Regions from separate parts of the Sus scrofa genome. Here region 2 is linked to region 1. A link is a contact called in public Hi-C data. All regions are on one chromosome and are shown on one strand. Each heading gives the region's core, a stretch centred on a gene start, on an enhancer-like site or on the middle of the called end of the contact. The rest is flanking DNA. Distances are from core to core; before and after follow the strand shown. Region 1 holds the start of CERK (ceramide kinase). Region 2 overlaps GRAMD4 (GRAM domain-containing protein 4).

What was found. A called contact is a pair of places that touch in the nucleus more often than the background predicts.
Region 2: a Hi-C map of fetal heart ventricle shows a contact between it and region 1, with 4 times the contacts expected there. The contact joins the enhancer-like site here to the promoter of CERK in region 1. A contact is called at or near these places in 1 of 5 promoter capture datasets (liver), 10 of 47 Hi-C or Micro-C datasets (embryonic fibroblasts, fetal heart ventricle, heart right ventricle and 5 more) and 2 of 2 datasets of contacts at active chromatin or transcription factors (alveolar macrophages and skeletal muscle).

What each region holds. Positions count from the first base shown.
Region 1 is chr5:2,816,477-2,820,511 of Sscrofa11.1, forward strand. It overlaps CERK (ceramide kinase), which reads left to right and starts at 2,262. Exons shown (of 14, transcript XM_021093094.1): 1 at 2,262-2,562. The coding sequence starts at 2,262.
Region 2 is chr5:2,939,673-2,943,707 of Sscrofa11.1, forward strand. All of the region lies in intron 1 of GRAMD4 (GRAM domain-containing protein 4), which reads right to left. Among named protein-coding and RNA genes, the nearest start is that of GRAMD4, 6.1 kb to the right of the region's middle. Within about 2 kb of position 1,944, at least 7 of the 83 cell types and tissues checked have an H3K27ac peak or open chromatin away from gene starts, as enhancers often do.

The DNA of each region.
Region 1 (4,035 bases), core at 1,012-3,511:
CCTAGACTGGAGCCTCATCTGTGACCTACACCACAGCACAGGGCAACGCTGGATCCCTAACCTACTGAGGGAGGCCAGGGATGGAACCCACATCCTCATGAATACTAGGTGGGTTCTTAACCCACTGAGCCACAATGGGAACTCCAATCTTGATCACCTTTGTAAAGACTCTGCCTCCAAACACAGTCAATGAGCTGCAGTCTGAGCTGTTGGGGTTAGGACCTCGATGCATGAATTTTAGGACGCAATTCAGTCCACAAGAGCCACCAGGAGCCCTCGGCCTGGCCCGTGGACTGAGTAAAGGGGGCTGGGGGTCCCTTAGGGCTGATGCCACCTGTAGGGTGAGCTCCTGGCCACCCCCTCCTCCTGCCATCCCTCTTGACGTGCGGCAGTGTGGGACCAGCCCCCGCCTGCTGCTGGTGCAAGATTGCCAAAGAAATTTCATATCCACATTCTTGGGGCCTCTCAGAGCAGCAGCCATGGGAGGGGAGCAGGGCAGGCCTTGCTGCCGTAAGTCCTACTGGGCTGGGAGAACAGGTACGGCTTACCCAAGGGAGGGGCTAGAACTCACACCTCGCCTTCTGCCCTATCCTCACTCCCTGCTCCCTGTACCCGGGCTGGACAGGGGCTGGGCTCTGGGAGAGGAGTGAATCACACAGGGAGCTGGCAGGATAAGACCTGTACGTGTGGCTGCCCAGTGCCAGGCACAGGCAGCTGCCAGACACAGGCAGCAAGGTCGCGGGCCTGCCCTTCTGCCGTCTGCAGGGAAAACTCCTGCAGGAGGAGCCCAGGAAAAGCAGGGCTGGGGAGGGAGTGGCGGGGGGGGGGGCACAGGTGGCTTGGGCCAGGGGAGCCGGCCCTGTTGCTTCTGAGCCCTGTGCCTCTAGGCGACTTTTTCTCTGAATGGCAGCTTCTGAATGATGACTGTGGGACAGGTGTGCTCAGGGAAGAAACACGGACCGCTGACTGCACGCCCACCTGATTTCAGGATGGAGGCCTCAGGGAGAAGCAGGTCTAAGGCCCTGTGGGGCTGAGGGGTGGACAGCAGGGCTGAGCCCCCCGGCTGGGGCGCTCCATTTGGCTGGATGGGAAGGCCCCATCCCCTATGGAGAGGGGACAGTGGAGCGGAGCTGGGGGATGAGGAAGAGAATTTGGGGGCACCAGGCTGTTGGCTCTTGGCAAAGCACTCAGAACCGCAGCCCCCTCTCCCTGGGCCTGCCCAAGAGGGGAGGGGAGGGCTCAGCTGCCTGCCGCCCCCCACCTCCCAGTCCCCTAAGAGCAGACCTCCTCCTCCAGCCAGGAGGAGGCAGGGTTCCCTGCCAGCTTACGCTCAGCATCCTCGGCTCGGCTCGCAGGCGGGCTGGCCAGGAGAACCTGGGGCTGGGAGACGCCCAGCTGCTCTCAGCAGCCCCCAGCCCAACTTCTGCAGGCGGTAAAGGATGGCTGGCCCCTGGCAGGCCTCTGACCTCTGCCTCAGCTCCCTGTGACCAGATCCTGCCTCCTCAGGGCGAATCCGTCCCCAGCCCAGGTGTGCAGGCACCAGGGCCCTTTGACCCACGCTGCCTGGTCCAAATGCTGGCTTCATCCCTTGCTGCGGAAGCCTCAGGGCCTGCAACTGCCCCTCTCAGGAGCGTGGAACAGCTGGATTCCTGCTCCCCTGCGCCGCCACGAGAATGGGCCTATGGGCAGAGGACGTGGTTCCGCCCCGTTCCATGCGGGGTTCCACAAGGCCCACGCTTTCCGTAGGTGACCATGACGGCTGCATAAGGACTGGCCCACCGGAAAACCAGGCCCACCCAAGGCCGGTGGCCTCCGGACAGCATTTCTGCACCACCAGGGGACGCAGCCCGTCACAACGACCCGCCCTGGGGGTTCCTGAACCCCACGCCCCCAGCTACTGCAGCCAGGACCCTAAGATCGGCTGCAAAAGGAAGCTGCCCCCTCCTGGTTGGCTCCGATGCGTTGGGCGCGCGCGCGGGGTCCGCGTGGCCCGACCTCAGCCCAGCCCCCTCTTTGATCGATGGGACTGTCCCTCCTCCCGCCCCTTTCTCTGCCCCCTCCCCCTCCCTCCCCCACCCCGGCCCCTCCTCGCCCCCCCTCCTCGTCCCACAGCCCCGCCCCCCCCCCCGCCGCCGGGCCCTTCCTCGGCCCGGCCCAGCCCCCTCTCGGACCCCGAGCTCCCCCGCCGCCCCCTTCCCGTCCCCCGCCCGGTCCCCCGTGGCCCCTCCTCGGTCCCCGCGGCCGCTCTGCGTACGGGGTGACGCAGCGCCGCCCGCCCGCGCGCCCCGCCCGCCCCGCCGCCGCCGCCGCCGCCGCCGCGACCCGGCCGGGCTCCAGGGGCCGCTAACGGTCCCGCGCCCCTCGGTGTCCGCGCGCCGCCCCGCGCCCCCGGCCCGGCCGACCAGGCGGCGCTGCGGGCGCTGGGCGCGATGGGGGCGGCGGAGCCGCTGCGCTCCGTGCTGTGGGTGAAGCAGCAGCGCTGCGCCGTGAGCCTCGACCCCGCGCGGGCGCTGCTGCGCTGGTGGCGGAGCCCGGGGCCCGGAGCCGGCGACCCCGGCGCGGGTGAGTGTCGCCGCCCGCCCGCGGGCGAGACCCGGGGGGCCGGGGAGGGAGGGGCGGGGGCCCCGGGACGGGAGAGGCCTGGAGACGGGGGCGGGGGTCTGGGCAGCAGCTGGCAGGAAGGAGTCCTGGGCGCCGAGGGTGTGTACGCGCCCTTCGGGACCCGGATGACGAAGAGCGAGCCCGGAGGTGCTCGCGGGGAGGGCGGGAGCGGGGGCACCTGCGGGCCCCGCAGGGAGGCGACCCCGGAGGCGGAGGCGCGGGGTCGTGCCCGCCGGGGGAGGTCTGCGGCCCGGGAGGTGTCGCCGGAACCCCGGGAGGTGTCGCCGGAACCGGGCCGCATCTCTGCGACCCGCCCGCAAGTGTCTGCCGGGCCCCATCCACAGGGACAGCGGGATTGACTACGGACGATCCCCAGGGGGTGCCGGCGCCCCCCCCCCCCCCGCCCCGCCGCCACCTCGGTTTCAGTTTACCCGGAGGACGGGTGCTTTTCGTTAGCGTGGATCCAGAGGCGGGTCGGGAATTCCTGTTTTAAAGTGAAAGAAGAGCTTGTGACCTTCGGGGTGGGATGGGCTGGGGGGGGTGTTAATTTTGCTGCGACAGGCTGGTACACGTGACCTGCAGCGGCCCACCGATTTGGAGAAGTGTAATTTAAATCAAGAGGGCACAATGCCCCCAAAGGGGGCCAAGCCGTCTGGTGGCAGAGGGATGGGCAGAGGCTTATCAAGGGGAGGTCATTTGACACTGGGCTGGAGGAGGCTTACAGAAGGCTGTTTGGACAGTGAGAAGCGGGGAGGCGACATGGCTGGGAGAGCCTGGGTGTGTTCCCTCTCATTCATTGGTCTTTGCAAGTTTTTGTGGCGCCTGTCTCAGAGGGTACAGCGGTTCCTTGCCTTGGAGGCCGCACACAGGGCAAAGTCCTTGCCACAGTGGAGCACTTTCCATTAGCAGGAGAGACAGGCCTGCAGGTCTGAGAGAGCCCTGTAGGGTGGGGTTAGGTCTCCACGACACAGGGGATCCCAGGAGTCCTCACTGAGCCAGAGCCTTGGAGAGTCCTGTGTTGCTGCTGGGAGATGGCCTAGGCAGGAGGACAGCAGATGCCAAGGCCTGAGACTGGCGGGAGGCCTGGAGGCCGGAGCTGTTTGCCTAGGGGGACTGAGATGGGGACCCCTGGAGGGCTCTATCCATCTTAACCTGGCGGCTTGGAGGAGAGCAGACGGGAAGGACGAGGAATGCAGGCGGCTGGCCTGGTCCAGGCAGGAGTGGGAGCAGGGCTGAGTCTGCGGGATTGAGTGAGCAGGGCGGAGGGAACGTGAACCCCAGGTCTGTGGCTACTGAAGCCGGCAGGAGGAGCAGGGACCGCTTTTTTAATTACTGGGGTTGGGAGGATTCTCTGGCGGACCCCCTGAGTTTGGATGCCTTGAGGGCTGTGGGTGCTTTCTGACACAGAGTCTGTGTGGCTTTGCTGGTAGGGGA
Region 2 (4,035 bases), core at 694-3,193, 120 kb after region 1:
GCCCCGGGGCCCCTCGCGCCAGGCTGCACGTCACGCTTCCTTCCAAGGAGGACGGGGTGGACACGGGGAAGAGCGAGGCCTGCGCCAGGCCACCAGCACGGTGATGGGTCCCCTTGAGGACACGAGCCCTGACGGGAGGGGATGGGGTGCCTCCCCGACCCAGGACTCCAGCCTGACCCCACGAGAAACACCCCATTCCAGTGGCGGAGAGGAATCCACAGCGAACCCAGCCCAACCCTCCTTGACACTAGCAAGTATCCAAGATGAGAAAATCCCGAGAAACCGTCCCGGCCCAGCGGAGCCTGGGGAGACGTGACAGCTACACGGCGTCGGGTGTCCTGGGAAGGGTCCCGGGAAGAAAGGACAGCAGGTAAAGCTAAGGACGTTCAAATAAACGGCACACTTCGGTTACGAATGCGCCCGCGGCGGAGCGCCCGCCGTGGCTCAGCGCTTGGCGAATCTGACTAGCAGCCCCGAGGACGCAGATGCGACCCCTGGCCTCGCCCAGCGGGTTGAGGATCCGGCCTGGCCGTGAGCTGCGGTGTGAGTCGCGGGCGCAGCTCAGATCCTGCGCTGCTGCGGCTGTGGCTCAGACTGGTGACTACAGCTCTGATTCGACCTCCCCAGCCTGGGAACCTCCGCAGGTGTGGCCCTACAAAAAGGGGCATGCGAGAAACTCGGGGGGGAGCAGATGTATGGGAATTCTGTTATCTTTGTAATGTTTCTGCAAACCTAAAACTGTCCTAAAAATATAGTCTATCATTAAAAAAAAGAAGAAGAAAACAGAGTTCTTATCATGATGCAGCAGAAACGAATCCGACTAGGAACCATGAGGGTGCGAGTTCGACCCCTGGCCTCGCCCAGGGGGTTGAGGACACAGCACTGCCGTGAGCTGTGGTGTAGGCCAGCAGCTACAGCTCCGACTAGAGCCCTAGCCTGGGGACTTCCATATGGCACAGGTGCAACCCTAAAAAAACAGAAGATAAAAAAAAAGAAAACAAAAGAAGAACAAAAATCCATGATGCCACCCAGTGCAGGGCATGGGGTGGCGGGGGGGAGGCTGGTACGGCAGCAGCTCGGCCTGAATATCCAGGACAAACCACAGCCAGACCCAGGCCTGCCCCTGAGGGCTCGGGAGGACACAGACAATAGAGTTCCAAAGTCAAGTGGTCCCATCATAACAGAAGGCTAATGAGGAAGAGAAAGAGTGGGGTGGTCAGTGAGAGAGCCCGCAGACATGCCACACGCAGGCCCCCGCCCCACCACCCCTCCCAGACACCGTCTCCAGGGAGACCAGGCAGGGGTGTAAACAGAGGACCACACACAGGATGGCAGGCACAAGGGCTTTGACCCTAGGGGTGTGGAAGGCCAGGAAGGCTTCCTGGAGGAGGTGACTTGAGTGCAGCTCACATAAATGGCAAGTGGGCCAAAGGCCGCTGACAATGAGCTACGCGAACTGGGTGGCGGCGCCTGCGGCGTGGGAATGCGCAGAGCTGTCAGCCGGCGCGGCTGCAGCAGAGGCTCTGTGAACTCTGACCCCACGTGCCCGGTGAGGCCCGGCGAGCTCAGCACGACGGCGAGACAGGCCGGCCAGGGCCCCTGGCACAGGGGAGGAGGGACCTCGCTCCAGATGCGGCGCCAAGCCCGGTTCTGTCACCACGCGCTACCGCACGGCCCGAAACGCATTCCGCGAAGTGAAGGGAAGCAGAGGCAACGGGCACGCGGCGGACGACCCTGATATGACGCGTCCAGGGCCGGCAAATCCGCGGAGACAGAAAGCAGATTAGCGGCTGCCAGGGGCGAGAGGGAAGCGGGAATGAGTGATCGCTAAAGGGGGTGACGAAAATGTTCTAAAATTAGGTCGCGGTGAGGGCTGCACAGTTTCGTGGGTCTGCCGCAAGTCCGTGAATGGCGCTCTCAAGGGCAGATCACATGGTCGGCGAGCTGCCCCCTGATAAAGACGTTCAGGCGAACACACACCCCCCGCTGCCCAGGCCCCTGCCCTCCAGGAGCCTGGCACCCCTAGCTGCAGGTGGGCTCCCCCAAGCCAGGCCCCCAGGACTGAAGCTGCTGGTCCCTGGAGGCCAGGCTGCAGAGTGGCCCGGGGGTGGCAGAGCAGGGCCGAGCCCTCCAGGAGCACGTGTCCATTCGTTCCTGCTCTGGGCTGCCGGGGACAAGACACGACAGGAGAGAGCCCTGCCTCCAGGGAGGGCAGGGACTGCTGCAGAGGGCGGGGCAGCTGGTGGGGGGGTCTATAAACGGGCTGCTCAGGGGAGGCCTCCGTGGCAAGAGGGGTGGAGCAGAGATGTGCCAGACATCGGGGGCCCCATCCCCGGAACCGCCTGCAGAAGGGGCAGGGGCGGAGGGGTACCTCGGGGCAAGGGCTGGGGCCAGGGGTGCCCCACACTACACTCCAGGCTGGAGGGCTCAGGAGGGGCTCCTGCCTCCTTGTGCCAAGTACCTGCCACAGGGAAGGGCCAGAGGCAGCCGTGCTTCGTTTTCCCAGGGTCCAGACCACTGCGGCCCTCGATGGCCTGGCACGTGGTCCTTCCGCCACACCTTAACTGGGTTTGGTGGCAGGTGGTTCTGGGCGGGGCCACCCTTCTCTGGCCCTAGGCCCCCAATGCACCAGTGCCCTGAGCAAGGCCGTGAGGCCAAGGCGGTGTCAGGTGTCTCCCTGCCCGGGCATGATCTGAGCTCCGAGGAGAGCCCGAGCCCTCACTCCCAGGCCACCAAGGCCTCCTACACGACTCTCCTGGGGGGCGGGGGCCTGCGACGGCCGGGCCTCCGCACCCAGGGCCTTCCTGCTGGAGGCGGTGCCGACGCAGCCAGCTCCAGCCAGGGCCAGCTCGAGGGCCTCTGGCTCCCATATCCCACACCTGGTGACCAAACCGAGGCCCAGAGAAGTTAGCCATCTCCCCCAAGAGCACAGAGCAACAGAGCAAGCGTGAACCCCCTGCACACGGCACCTGCACAGAAAGGCCACGGGGTTCAAACTGCCTAAAGCGACGGTCACAAGGGCCACGTGTGACAACGCGTGGACACCACATAGCACGTCTGACACAACACTGAGTGATTTCCATTGCTAGTGTCGATTTTTTTTTTTTTTTTTTTGCGAGGCCAGCCCTTCCTGTCTGCTGCTGTAGCCACAGCGGACTTGAATCATGGGCTTAAACAGAATCACAATCCGAACCAGCCGTGGCCGCCGGGAAGCGACTGAACTTCTCTGTGCCGGGGCTTCCTCGTCGGTGAGATGGAGCCTTAACCGCCCAACCTCCGGGCGCGACGAAAATCAATCACGGCACCAGGCCCCGGCAGGAGACACTCTGGCCGTCCGTGCCTGTTTGATGGCAAAGGGATTTCTCACCACAGCAAAATTTACTTCCTATATATCGTTCACAAACCCCCAGAAAACTACCTGATTATCAGAGAGCCAGTGAGAAGAAGAGCACAGCCTGGGGAGCCAACCAACCCGAGTTCCGACCCCAGCCCTGCTATTTTTCTCTCTCTCTCTTTCTTCTTTTTATGGCCACACCTGCGGCATATGGAAGTTCCCAGGCTAAAGTTGGAATCGGAGTTGCAGCGGCTGGCCTACGCCACAGCCACGGCCACGCCAGATCCGAGCCGCATCTGTGACCTACACCACAGCTCACGGCAATGCCGGATCCTTAACCCACTGGGCGAGGCGAGGGACCGAACCCACATCCTCATGGATCCTAATCGGGTTCGTTAACTGCTGAGCCACAACGGGAACTCCCCCAGCTCTGCTGCTTCACAGAGGAAGCACCGCAGTGCCGGAGGCAGGCTGCAGCCCCTCTGCACCTGCTTCTGCATCCGAGGGATGGGAGAGAGTGAAAGCCGTGAGGGCCACATGTGACAACACGTGGGAAACACTTAGCTCGTCTGACGCTCTGCTGAGTGATTTCCATAGCCGCGAGTACTCGTCTTTTTCCTTTGCGAGGCCAGCCCTTCCTGTCTGCTGCTCTAACCACGGGGGAATTTAATCACAGGGCTTAAACAGAATCACAACCCTGG